2 separate regions of the Capsicum annuum genome follow, and region 2 is linked to region 1. The links are chromatin contacts, called in public Hi-C maps. All regions are on one chromosome and are shown on one strand. The core of a region is the stretch at or near the end of the contact, and the rest is flanking DNA. Distances in the headings are between cores, read along the strand shown.

Evidence for each region. Hi-C and Micro-C count contacts between places; a contact is called where the count stands out from the background.
Region 2: a Hi-C map of leaf shows a contact between it and region 1, with 2.3 times the contacts expected there. The contact joins the promoter of LOC107872824 here to the promoter of LOC107872823 in region 1. A contact is called at or near these places in 2 of 5 Hi-C or Micro-C datasets (leaf and placenta).

Annotation. Positions count from the first base shown.
Region 1 is chr6:189,133,203-189,138,846 of UCD10Xv1.1, reverse strand. LOC107872823 reads left to right here and starts at 2,707. Exons shown (of 5, transcript XR_007056553.1): 1 at 2,707-3,459; 2 at 3,844-3,951; 3 at 4,049-4,120.
Region 2 is chr6:189,293,650-189,299,369 of UCD10Xv1.1, reverse strand. LOC107872824 (peptide-N4-(N-acetyl-beta-glucosaminyl)asparagine amidase A) reads left to right here and starts at 3,349. Exons shown (of 1, transcript XM_016719443.2): 1 at 3,349-5,331. The coding sequence starts at 3,443. The coding sequence ends at 5,245.

The sequences.
Region 1 (5,644 bases), core at 1,458-3,957:
TGTTTATGTGTTTTATAAATTAGTATATAATTATATAACTATACAAATATATATATATATATATATATATATATATATATATATATATTGTAGTATATTTTATTTAAAGTAGTACATATACATTGAATGGTGTGTATATGTGTGTATATATCTTCTATAGACATGTATATTTAACATATACATGTGTATATGTTTTATAAATTAGTATATAACTATATATATATTGTAGTATATGTTTTACTTAAAGTAGTACATATATATTGAATGGTGCGTATATTTGTGCATATATCTTCTATAGACGTGTATATTTAATGTATACATGTGTATATGTTTTATAAATTAGTATATAACTTTATATATGTACTTATATCTATTGTAGTATATAACTCTATATATGTACTTACAGAGGACATGACCCTTGATAGGAAGGTGTGGAGAACACGGATTAGGATAGAGGGTTAGGGGGTGGGAGCGCGGAGGTAGTAATAGGGGAGTGCTCCTTTGGGTCTGGAGTTTCTGGTTACTTTTTGTATTTGTTATATGTTATTGGTCCTAAGCCGGAGGTCTATCGAAAACAGCCTCTCTACTTCTCTTGAGTTAGTGGTATGATCTGCGTACACTTTACCCTCCTCAGACCCCACTAGGTGGGAATACACTGGATATATTGTTGTTGTTGTAGTATATATATGTTGTGGTATATGTTTTATTTAAAGTAGTACGTATAGTCGTATATATTGAATGATGCATATATATGTGTAATTATGTATATGTGTATATATTTTTTAAATTCTAATGTAGTATATACTACATATATAGTGTATATATATTGTTTAACGTATTTAAATGTATATAAGTGAGTATATATTGTGTATATTGAATTTTTTTAAATTTTTGACCGAATTTAGGTGGGTTTGACCGGGTTGGGTTAAGTGGGCCGGGTTAGGGTTGTTTTTGAAAATTTTATTGTTGAGCCCGGCCCGATCCACTTAATCCCAACCCGACTCCTGCCCGGCCCACAACCCAATTAATTTTAACAGACCTGTTCCGAGTTGGTCCGGCCCAGCTCACTTGACAGCCCTAACGTAGCGTCACTATATTATTATTATTATTATTATTTTGTAAATAAACTGTATATATATAATACTTAAATTTTATAAGATATAGGTTTGAAATAGTAAGAGTCTATTAGAACGCTTCAATTATGGGTTTCTATTTATTAAGATAATATATATTTTTTAAAAGGGATAATATATTTCAAATTCAAATACTTAATTTTTCAATTCAAATTTTTTATTACATATTTTTTAACTTTATCTTAAAATTACCACTTGACTTATTCTTGTGCTGAAATTTGACGTCTTGTCTTGCTTTAGTTTTATTTATATATATATATAGAGAGAGAGATAGATAGATAGATAGATAGATAGATAACATATTCACTGTATTTTTATAAAGTGGAATCTGGGAGGATAAAATATATCCAGTTAATATCACTTCTCAGATGAAGTAGAGAGACTTTTTCTGATAGGCCTTGGCTCAGGTTTATTAGTTATTTAGTTTGTTGTATAAAATAATATGCATAACATATCTTTTTTTTTTTAAAGAAAAAATTACTCCCTCCATCTATTTTTATTTGTTCATTTTTCTATTGACACAAGAATTAAGAAGCAGAAAATAATAGATGTAATTTTACCATATTATCTTTCAAATATAATAAATTTAATGCTATGAAAAATGCATTACATAATGAATCGTATTTAATTAGTGGTAGAGTTAGAATTTTCATTGAGGAAGTTCAGAAGTATATATACGAACTAACTTTTCAACATCTACTATATATGCATAAAAAATATTTTTAATCATGTAAAAATGATATAACTTTTCGTCGAAGGAGATTTGGATGAACCCCTAGAACAAAGTTGATTCCGCTACTGTATTTAATGCTAAGAGTAAAATAAATAAAAATAAATAAATTATTTATTAATTTTATAAATTAAAAAAATATTATTGAAATTTCAAGAAAGAAAAATGCTTAAATAAATACAAACGGAGAAAGTACTTATTTACAGAAAATCTTCCATATTTATTTACTTGAAAAAGGATTAGAGTAACCTCAAGAGTGTTTTTGTCGTTTATATTTATCCCAAAATAACTTATATGACATTATTATTTCACTATTTGGTTGAAATAAATTATATTGACGTAATTATTGATTCTTATGTTAACTTATCTCAAAAACAACAACTAAATAAGGAATTGAGATGTTTTTGAAAATTTAAAGTTATAATTTTCTATATAGAAGCATATATTATTTACTAGTTGAAGTTAAATAAATTATATTTATTAATTTAATACATTGAATTTAAAAATTATAAATTATATCAACTTAATTTAATATGATAATAATATATATTTTAAAATATATATCAAAAATATTATCAATATTTCAAATACCCTACCATCGTGACCCCCCTTATCTACATTATCCTCTACGAAAGCAGTCAGTTAAAACGGCTCCAATTATTGTCGTTTCTCATACCGGTCACTATCCATTGAAAAGCTCATATTCAACTTCCACTCTTGGGTTAACTACCAACCATGGTTACTTTTAACCACACTCACAATTTACTTTCCTAATCACACCTCAAATATTCCTCTTATTTACAATCCTACCATCATCTTCTCCCTGTTATAAATTTACCCTTCGAGACTCGCTAGGTTTGCCAAACTGAAAAGCCTTAGGGCACTTTTAGGAAGAAGAAGAGATCTATAGAAACATAAATTGTTTTATATAGATCTCTCTCAAAGTTAGTTAAAAATGGCGAATTCCTCTAGAAGGCCGAGTGCTCCGGTGTTACTTAGATCGGCGTTTGAACGGTCACTTTCACCGACCGGCCGGTTCAGCAACACTGGTTCAACCAATGCAACTGATGCGATGCCGTTCGCTTCGTATAGCAATTCTAGCTTGACCGGTTGTTTCAACCGATCGGCGTCTCCGACGCGCGTGAAGATTCACGCGCTTGCGCCGGTGAATTCTACGCCGAGTGTTAGGTTTGCGATTGATAGATCTATATCTCCGAGGAGGTCTATGGCGGTGAATCAACGTGATCAGGTGGTTAGAAAGCAGATCAATCTGAAGAGGACGTGTTTGTGTTCTCCTACGACGCATCCTGGTTCGTTCAGGTGTAGTATGCATAAGAATATGAAGAATAATCCTTCTCCTTCGATTTCGTATTCTCCTAGCCGACTGAATGCTCGGAGATCGGCGATGACGAATTCGCTGGTGCGGATTTGTTCTGTTGAAGGTGATTTAGTGAAACGAGCTTTGGCTGCTCTAATTAGGCCATCTTCGCATTCTCAGAGACGTCGATGTGACTTTCAACCGCGTCCTAGCCGGCTTTCCAGAATGTCCAAAGCCGATGACCTGTGAAAATACTTTTCCGTTTTACGTTTTTACAGGTTGGTGATTTTCATATATTATCTGAAGCTCATCTCTTGAGAGTTTTCCGGCGGTGGCGTGTGATCCTGGCTGCGGTTCTTACTACTCCGGCGAAATGAAAGCTATTGACAATTTTGATGCAGTATGGAAGTAGTAGAATTCTCCCCTTGTACATATATGGTTTTGTTGCAGTAACTGATTGCAATTCAAGGACAAATTTGGACTATTAAAATCCATTTAAGCAGAGATTAAACTTTGATTAAAACAATTAATCATGAAATTGGAACTTTGATTAAAATTTAATGAACATATGATAAAGACTTGGATATGGTTGAGAAATTTGTGTTAACTTTTTGGTATTTGATGGAGTGGCGTGACTTGTTTCGCTTTCTGTTCATTCGCAGCCTTTGTGTTTTCCGTCGTGTTCACCGTTCCATTATGCAATGGCGTTTTCCGTTCGTCCGCCGTATATGCGTTCGTCATGTTTTGGCATCTTTACGTCATCGTTCGAGGTATTTTCATTTATTTATTATTTATTATTTATTTACGTATTTATTATGTATTTGCTAGTTGGATTTATTGATGTTTTTTAATTTTCCTTGTTTTCAGGTTGGCGTAATGTAATACAAATTCTCGGAGTAATGGAGAGTGGATGCGTTGAAAAAAAAGAGTGGATGCCGTGTACGTATATAACACCAGATCTTCGTAATTTTTACCTTGTCTTGGAATCATGGAGGGAGATTGAAAATGAATGTGAAATTCAAATGAGACATTTGAACTTAGTGGACGAAGTAAAGGATCATGACATGAACATAAGAGGAATCTTGTGATACATACAATAATGAAAAGCATAATAAGTAAACTTGTCATTTAAACCTCATTACTTATTTCCTTCAACTTTGAGCCTATACAAGTGTATTCAAACTTAGTATAAACTTGAACAAATAGACATACGTGTCAATTCGTGTGAATACCAGCTTGAATTTTCATGCAAATATAAACTTGAACAAATAGACATACGTGTCAATTCGTGTGAATACCAGCTTGAATTTTCATGCAAATTTGTGTGAAATATAGCTTGAGTTTTCACGCGAAATATCATGTGGGATGCTTTATCTATTTGTTTAATTTTACACAAGTTTGTTTACTTATGTACATTTGAAGCTGAAGGGTAAAGATTTCAGCGAAAATTAAAATAAGAGGGTTGATTATGTATTATGCATAATCAAAATAGTAATAGTAAAGGCTAAAAGGGGGAAATAATAATTTGGAAACTAAATGGGAGACAGGCTGGATAACGGTGGGTATGGCCCAGTTAGGATGCCCATGGTGGTCCGAAGCATGAACTTTCCTGAACATTGTGAACAGCTAATTTGGACATATTTTAGAAGTCACTTTATGATGACTGAAATGGCTGGAACTTAGTTGGCATATTATTGAGGGAAAGATAAGAAAATGAGGAATGAGTCCAAAAAGGGAGGTCGTGAGTAGTTCCTACTTCATGATCCGGTTCCTTTTTGTTCATCTTAGTTCACAATCCTATTCAATAATATTCACGGTAAAATCCAACCTTGAAAAATATGTATACCAAAAAACTTGTGATAAAAAAGTCATAGGGACTAGGGAGTTACGTGAATACAACTAAATCCTGGGCTATTCTTTCACACTTCAACTTTATCCTGAATAACAACCAACATGGAATTGACGGATGAAGAAAATTGATTATCAACAACCTAAACGCAACATTATTGGAATGGGACTCCGTTTGTTAATACTCCATCCGTTTAATAATAAATAAATTATTGAATTTTGGCACACAGATTAAGGAAAAAACATTAAAGATATAAATTTAACACAACTTTTCATTTTTATTCCCAAAAAAAGAAAAAACTGATCTTGTAATACTTTTTCAAAAATTAATTGGTTGTTAAATTATAAGGATAAATTTGAAAAAAAATTTAATGAAACACCAATAAATACCCCAACAATTTACTTATTCTGAAATGGAGGGAGTAACAAATAATGTTACTTTTCCACTAAAATTTCTTACAAGAACTCTACAATTGTTTATCTCTAAAGTAATATAATTAGTGTTCATGGTTGAACTATATTTGTGATAATTCTTTTATAAGATAGATTTGAACTAATACCTAAAGATCCTTTAGTAACTATAGAGGTTATTTATCTTGTAAGGAGATTGTTAAT
Region 2 (5,720 bases), core at 2,100-4,599, 160 kb before region 1:
AACGTAGTTTGTTGTTTGAAAGTCATAAGTCTTGCCTCTACAATGTGGTAGTGTTAGCTCTTGTCCATGAAACGTAGTTTGTTGTTTGAAAGTCATAAGTCTTGCCTTTATAATGTGATAGTGTCAACTCTTACTCATGAGATGTAACTTGAATGGAAGAAACCGAAGTAAAGAAAAAATAATAAAAATTACGGAAAAAGAAGAAAATATTAAAAAAATAAAAATCAAAGAAAATATAGAAGTGAGAGAGAATGAAAAAACTAAATGTTCATAAAAATAAAAAAAAATTAAATAAAAATAAAGGTTGAGAAAAATTTAAAAAGAAAAAAAAAAAGAAAAGAAAAAAAAAAGTCAAAGAAAAAAATATTTTTTTTATAAAAGTAGACGTTGAGAGGTGTAAAGAAAAAAAAAGTAAGGGTTGACAAAAAACTAAAAAGAACAAAAAAAAAAGAAAAGAAAAAATATAAAAAAGAAAGAAGTTGAGAGAAAAAAAAAAAGTAAGGGTTGAAAAAAATTAAAAATAAAAAGAGAAAAGAAAAAATAAAAATAAAAGTAAAATTAAAAAGAGAAAAAAAAAAAAATTCAAAAATATAAATATGGAGTTGTTATCCATTATAAGAATCATTTAAGTAATTTATTCTATTGATCAGGAAAAACTTTTTTATTTAAGCTAAAATTTGAAAGTCATCGGGTCTATTCTTGAAGATTTAGCTGTTGCAAATTTTGCTTGACGGAGATGTCATAGTCACAAAGGCCGTGTTAGATGACCAACTAATTATACTTATTCTACAAATGTTGGCATAAACTCTTATTAAACAAAGAGCAAAAAGAGCTTCACAAAAAATTTACAAAAGTAAAATGTTTTATTAGTCATCTGACGTAATATCTTGTCCTTGATGCAGACACAGACAAAGATTTTATGCTTATGAATTTCCAATAAAATAAATTGATGTACTAAGTCAATCAACAACTTTGCTAATCAATGCCTAACTTAATATTCTTATAATATAATTACAAGATTTATAAAAATATTTGGAGTTCTCGCAAACCTCAACCCACCCAAGATTCTTAATATTTCCTCCGTTTCAAATTAGTTGACTCTTATTAATTTGACATATTCATTAAAAAAATCTTTGTTAGAGTTTATTTTACTAAATTAATATTAGTAATTATGCTTTGAAAATATAAATTTGAGTAAATACACTTTATTTAGTCATTTAATGTTAAGAGTAGTATTTGGAGAAAGTAATAAAATTCTCTTGATCTCATTAAACGGATAACTAAATTGAAACAAATATTTTTAAAAAGAGGACCAACTAAAACGAAACGAAAGGAGTAAGTCCTAAAACATGTTTTAAACCATTTAATTGCACAATTTACTTTCAAGTAGATTGCTCTCTGATTTTTGTCTTTTGAATGAACTGATCCTTTATGTTTTCCTCATAAGTAAATTTCTCATATTGTCATTCAATTTAGTACAGTATCTCACTAAAATCATGTAATTTTTTTTTATTCCAATAATATCATCCAACTTTGTACATTTTTTTTACAAATTAATAATTGCTAAAATAATTCATATTTTTTTAAAGAAAAAATAATCAAAATAGACCCTTAAGTTAATTTTTGAATTGGAATGATCGATGTGCTTTAACAATATGAAATACTAATAACTTTTCAACTATAAAAAAATAATAATATAATTTTAGTTCAACTTTTAGTTGTAATATAAATATAATGTAGTCCATCCAAAAATGTGATTGATATTACTAAAAAAAACTTATATGCATTCTATTTATTTGAAAATTTAGGAGTTCAATGATAAAATAATATTTTATAATTAATCTTTATTTTTTGATAAAATATTTTAAATTTAGTTGTTATTTTTTTCTAAAAATAATTGTCAAAAAATTCATAATTCATATAGAAGACGATGGATTCCTTCAACTCCCGCTCTCTAGCCAGTAGAAAAATAATTTTATATAAATATTTTAAAGAACTTCTATAATAAATTAAAATATTGATGAAGGATATCATGATAATATCATAAATCAATCAACATTAAATAAAATTAGAAAAATTTATATAACAATTGTGTAATTTAAAATTGTTAAAATTTTTTAATATTATTGTCAATGTTGTGATATTATTTGAGAAGAAACTATATTAACTCTTCAATTTGACTTTAAAAACTAAATACATCTCTTATTTTTTTTTTCTTTTTAATATTATGATATGTCTTTTTAGATTTCATTACTCCTTCCATTCTATTTTAGTTGGTTGTCTTATTAAAAATAAATGACTCATATTAGTTGGTCACTTACTAAATCGAAATAGAATTAATTAATTTTTTTCCATGGTATTCTTACAATTTATTGTATACATTAAAATGTGAACAATTTCAATTTCAATATTCATTTCTATGCCCACATCATTAATATTGTTAAAGGGTCAAATAGTAAAAAATTTCATTCAATTTATGATTTTTTAATTACTGTGTGAAATGAAATATGTCCAACTAAAAAAGGATAGAGGGAGTATGCAATGAAGTAAAAATATGAAATACAGTTGGAGGCCTGTTAATATTTTAAAATAAAGAATAAAGACTATTTAAATTTTCGATTAAACTTAAGGGACTATTTTACTCATTTTTCTTACAAAGAATAAGGACTATTTTAACAATTGTTAGTTTGTAAGGAAAATGTATAAAGTTGAATGACATTATTGAAATAAGAAAAAAGATAAATGACTTTAGTAGGATTTTTTCCTAAGTTGAATGACAATACGAGGAATTGACTCTTCTCTTATAAATCAATTCTACGTTTATCAGAGCATAAGTTTTTTAAAAGTACGAAACATAATTAATGAAATATTATGATGTAAAAATATATTTATGTCTCATGAAAAAGTTAATTATCCCAAAAATAGAAATTAAAGATGAGCACAAATAGGAGCAAAAGTGTAAATGATCCATTTTAAATCACTTAATTATCATAATTAAAACAAAATCTTAATTATCACATATTTGTCATCTGACAATAATAGACAAATGAACAAGTTGAATACTTAATTAAAGAAAATGTCGTTGTCTGTGATCTGGCATTCTGTCTTAACACATGTCCTGCCTATCACCATCAAAGAAAAATTGAAATGATTTAAAAAAAGAAAATTGATTATTCACATTAAAATAATCTAAAAAAAGGTACGATATAATTTTCTTCAAAATAACTGAATGATTCTATTTTTTGCCGAGTCAGTGTCATATCTTGCCAGGTGTGATTGTTTTATGAAATTGACGGCTCAATTTTAAAACAAAAACAAGAGCTTAGATGTCATTATCTTATTGTATCAGACTTTGTTTTTTCTAACTTGATCTCTTTATTATATAAAATATGGTTATTGATATATAAAGTGATTAGCAATCAATATTCAGAATTAATTATTCATGATGGTAAATCTCTTCTTCTTCATGATGATCATCATCTTCATCATCAGCAGGTTTATTAATGTTGGACTTTCCTCTTCCCTTGAACACGATTCTCACTTGCTGAAACGTGGTGTTGTTCAACAGAAATACTTGGAAATCACTCGTCCGTTGCCTTTCGCTAATCTCACTCCTTCCTGCACTCTTCCTATTCTCACTCATGACTTCGGAAATACGATGGGTCTTCCACCTATCTCCGTTGATTACACTCCTCCAGAGAAGTGCTGTTGGAAGCATGTGGCTCTTCAATTCAATGCATCTTGCAAAGGAGTACATGAGTATGATCGTATAGCTGCAGTTTGGCTGGATGGGGTTGATCTCTTCCGTACCAGTACACCCGAGCCTACTGTAAATGGCGTTTTCTGGACGGTTACTAAGGACGTTACGAGGTACTCGTCCCTCTTAGTCAAGGAGAATATTTCTCTTTCTGTTATGCTGGAAAATTTGGTCGACGATGTTTATACAGGTGTCTATCATGTCAATGTTACTTTCTTATACTATGATATTGATGACATGGGTGTTCCGTTGTCAAGTAGAAGTAATCGGAAATTGAGACTGGTAGATGATGTGTTTGTGGATAATCGGATAAGAGGTGATAAACAAGCAACAGCAGCGGATTTGATAATGCCTATTTCGGGTAATGGAGGTGAAGGGTTTTGGTTCCGAATTCAAAGCGATTCAGAATTGCATGGGAAGAGTGTGATCATACCGAAGAACACGTACAAGGCTGTCATGGAAATTTGTGTATCATTTCATGGGTATGATGAGTTTTGGTACTCGAATCCCCCTGATTCTTACATAAGGGCAAATAATTTGACTAGCCAGAGGGGCCACGGAGCGTACAGGGAAGTTTTGTTGAATATAGACGAGAATTTGGTAGGATCCGTGGTTCCATTCCCTGTGATTTACCCAGGTGGAATTAATCCCCTGTATTGGGATCCAGTTGTTTCCATTGGGGCCTTTGATCATCCTTCTTACGACATCGAATTAACTCCATTTTTGGGGGTTTTACTTGACGGTGAATCCCATTTCCTGTGGTTTAAGGTGGTGGATTGTCTCCCTTTCTGGCTTGTGGATGCCAATTTGCACCTTTGGGTAGATAAACAATACACAGGTAGTGATTGTCAAGTGCAAGCTAAAATTATTGATTCTGGAACTCCAGACTTGGAGATGGAGCGATCTTCAGACTTTGAGGGGCTAGATGGATCATGCGAGGTTGAGATGAAGAGGAAGAGCCAGTATCGTGGGTGGGTGAAGTCATCAGCAGGCAATTTGACAACTACAGTTTCACGACAACTCAAGTTCAAGAACAAGATAAAGTTTCACGACAAGGGTAATGAAAAGAAGGTAAAGCAAAAAGTGAAAGAAAAGATTGAAATTAGTGTAGAGTCTGAAAGGGGCATCAAGATTTCTCATACCAGTCTGAAGAGGAAATATCCTCTAACTATAACCACTAAATCATCAAAAGAGGATGATGGTACAATATCGATGCTTTCTGAATTAGAAAATGAATTGTGTGAGAAGAAGAAGTGGAGTGAAGGAGATTCTGGTTCTTGTTCAAGCAGTTTGAAAAATGGGCAAAAATGCAAAGGGCGGATGAATGTTCAAGATAATGTTGTTGTTCAAGGTGAAGCAACCACTGAACAGAGTTATTCATATAATGGTGAAGCTAGTAGCTATTCTCGGGAAATTACAGCTGCCAATGGCAGGCTTATAAATGACACTGCAAACTACTTCAACTTGGCTTCATTTTCTACTATGTAACATTTTTCAAGTATCCTTTCTTGTTAATAAATAAATGCCTCTATCTCTGCGTGTACTGCGTCGAATTAGGGCAGACTTGACATTTACTAGATGAGTTTCGCTCGTGCATAGCACGATCCAACATAATAATTTTGTTTCAACAAATTTTCCCTTAATAAGTTTGCATTTTCTTCAGTCGAACACCCTGCTTCATACTTAAAGCATTAGGTATAAAAGTTTATTGCTCAATTGAAACCAAAAGAAATGCAAATGAACATAACCTAAACACTACAACTCACGTACACGAGATACGAAATATTGACGAAGAGATAAGAGACAATTTGTGTGAAGAAAATCCTAAAACATTCGAGGCAATTTGTGTGAAGAATACCCTAAAACATTCGAGAAAATGGAAGAAAAATCATTCAACTGTTATTTTTTCTTGTTTGTACAATAAATATCTACCCTATATATAGATAGGCCTTAGTTGGGCCAA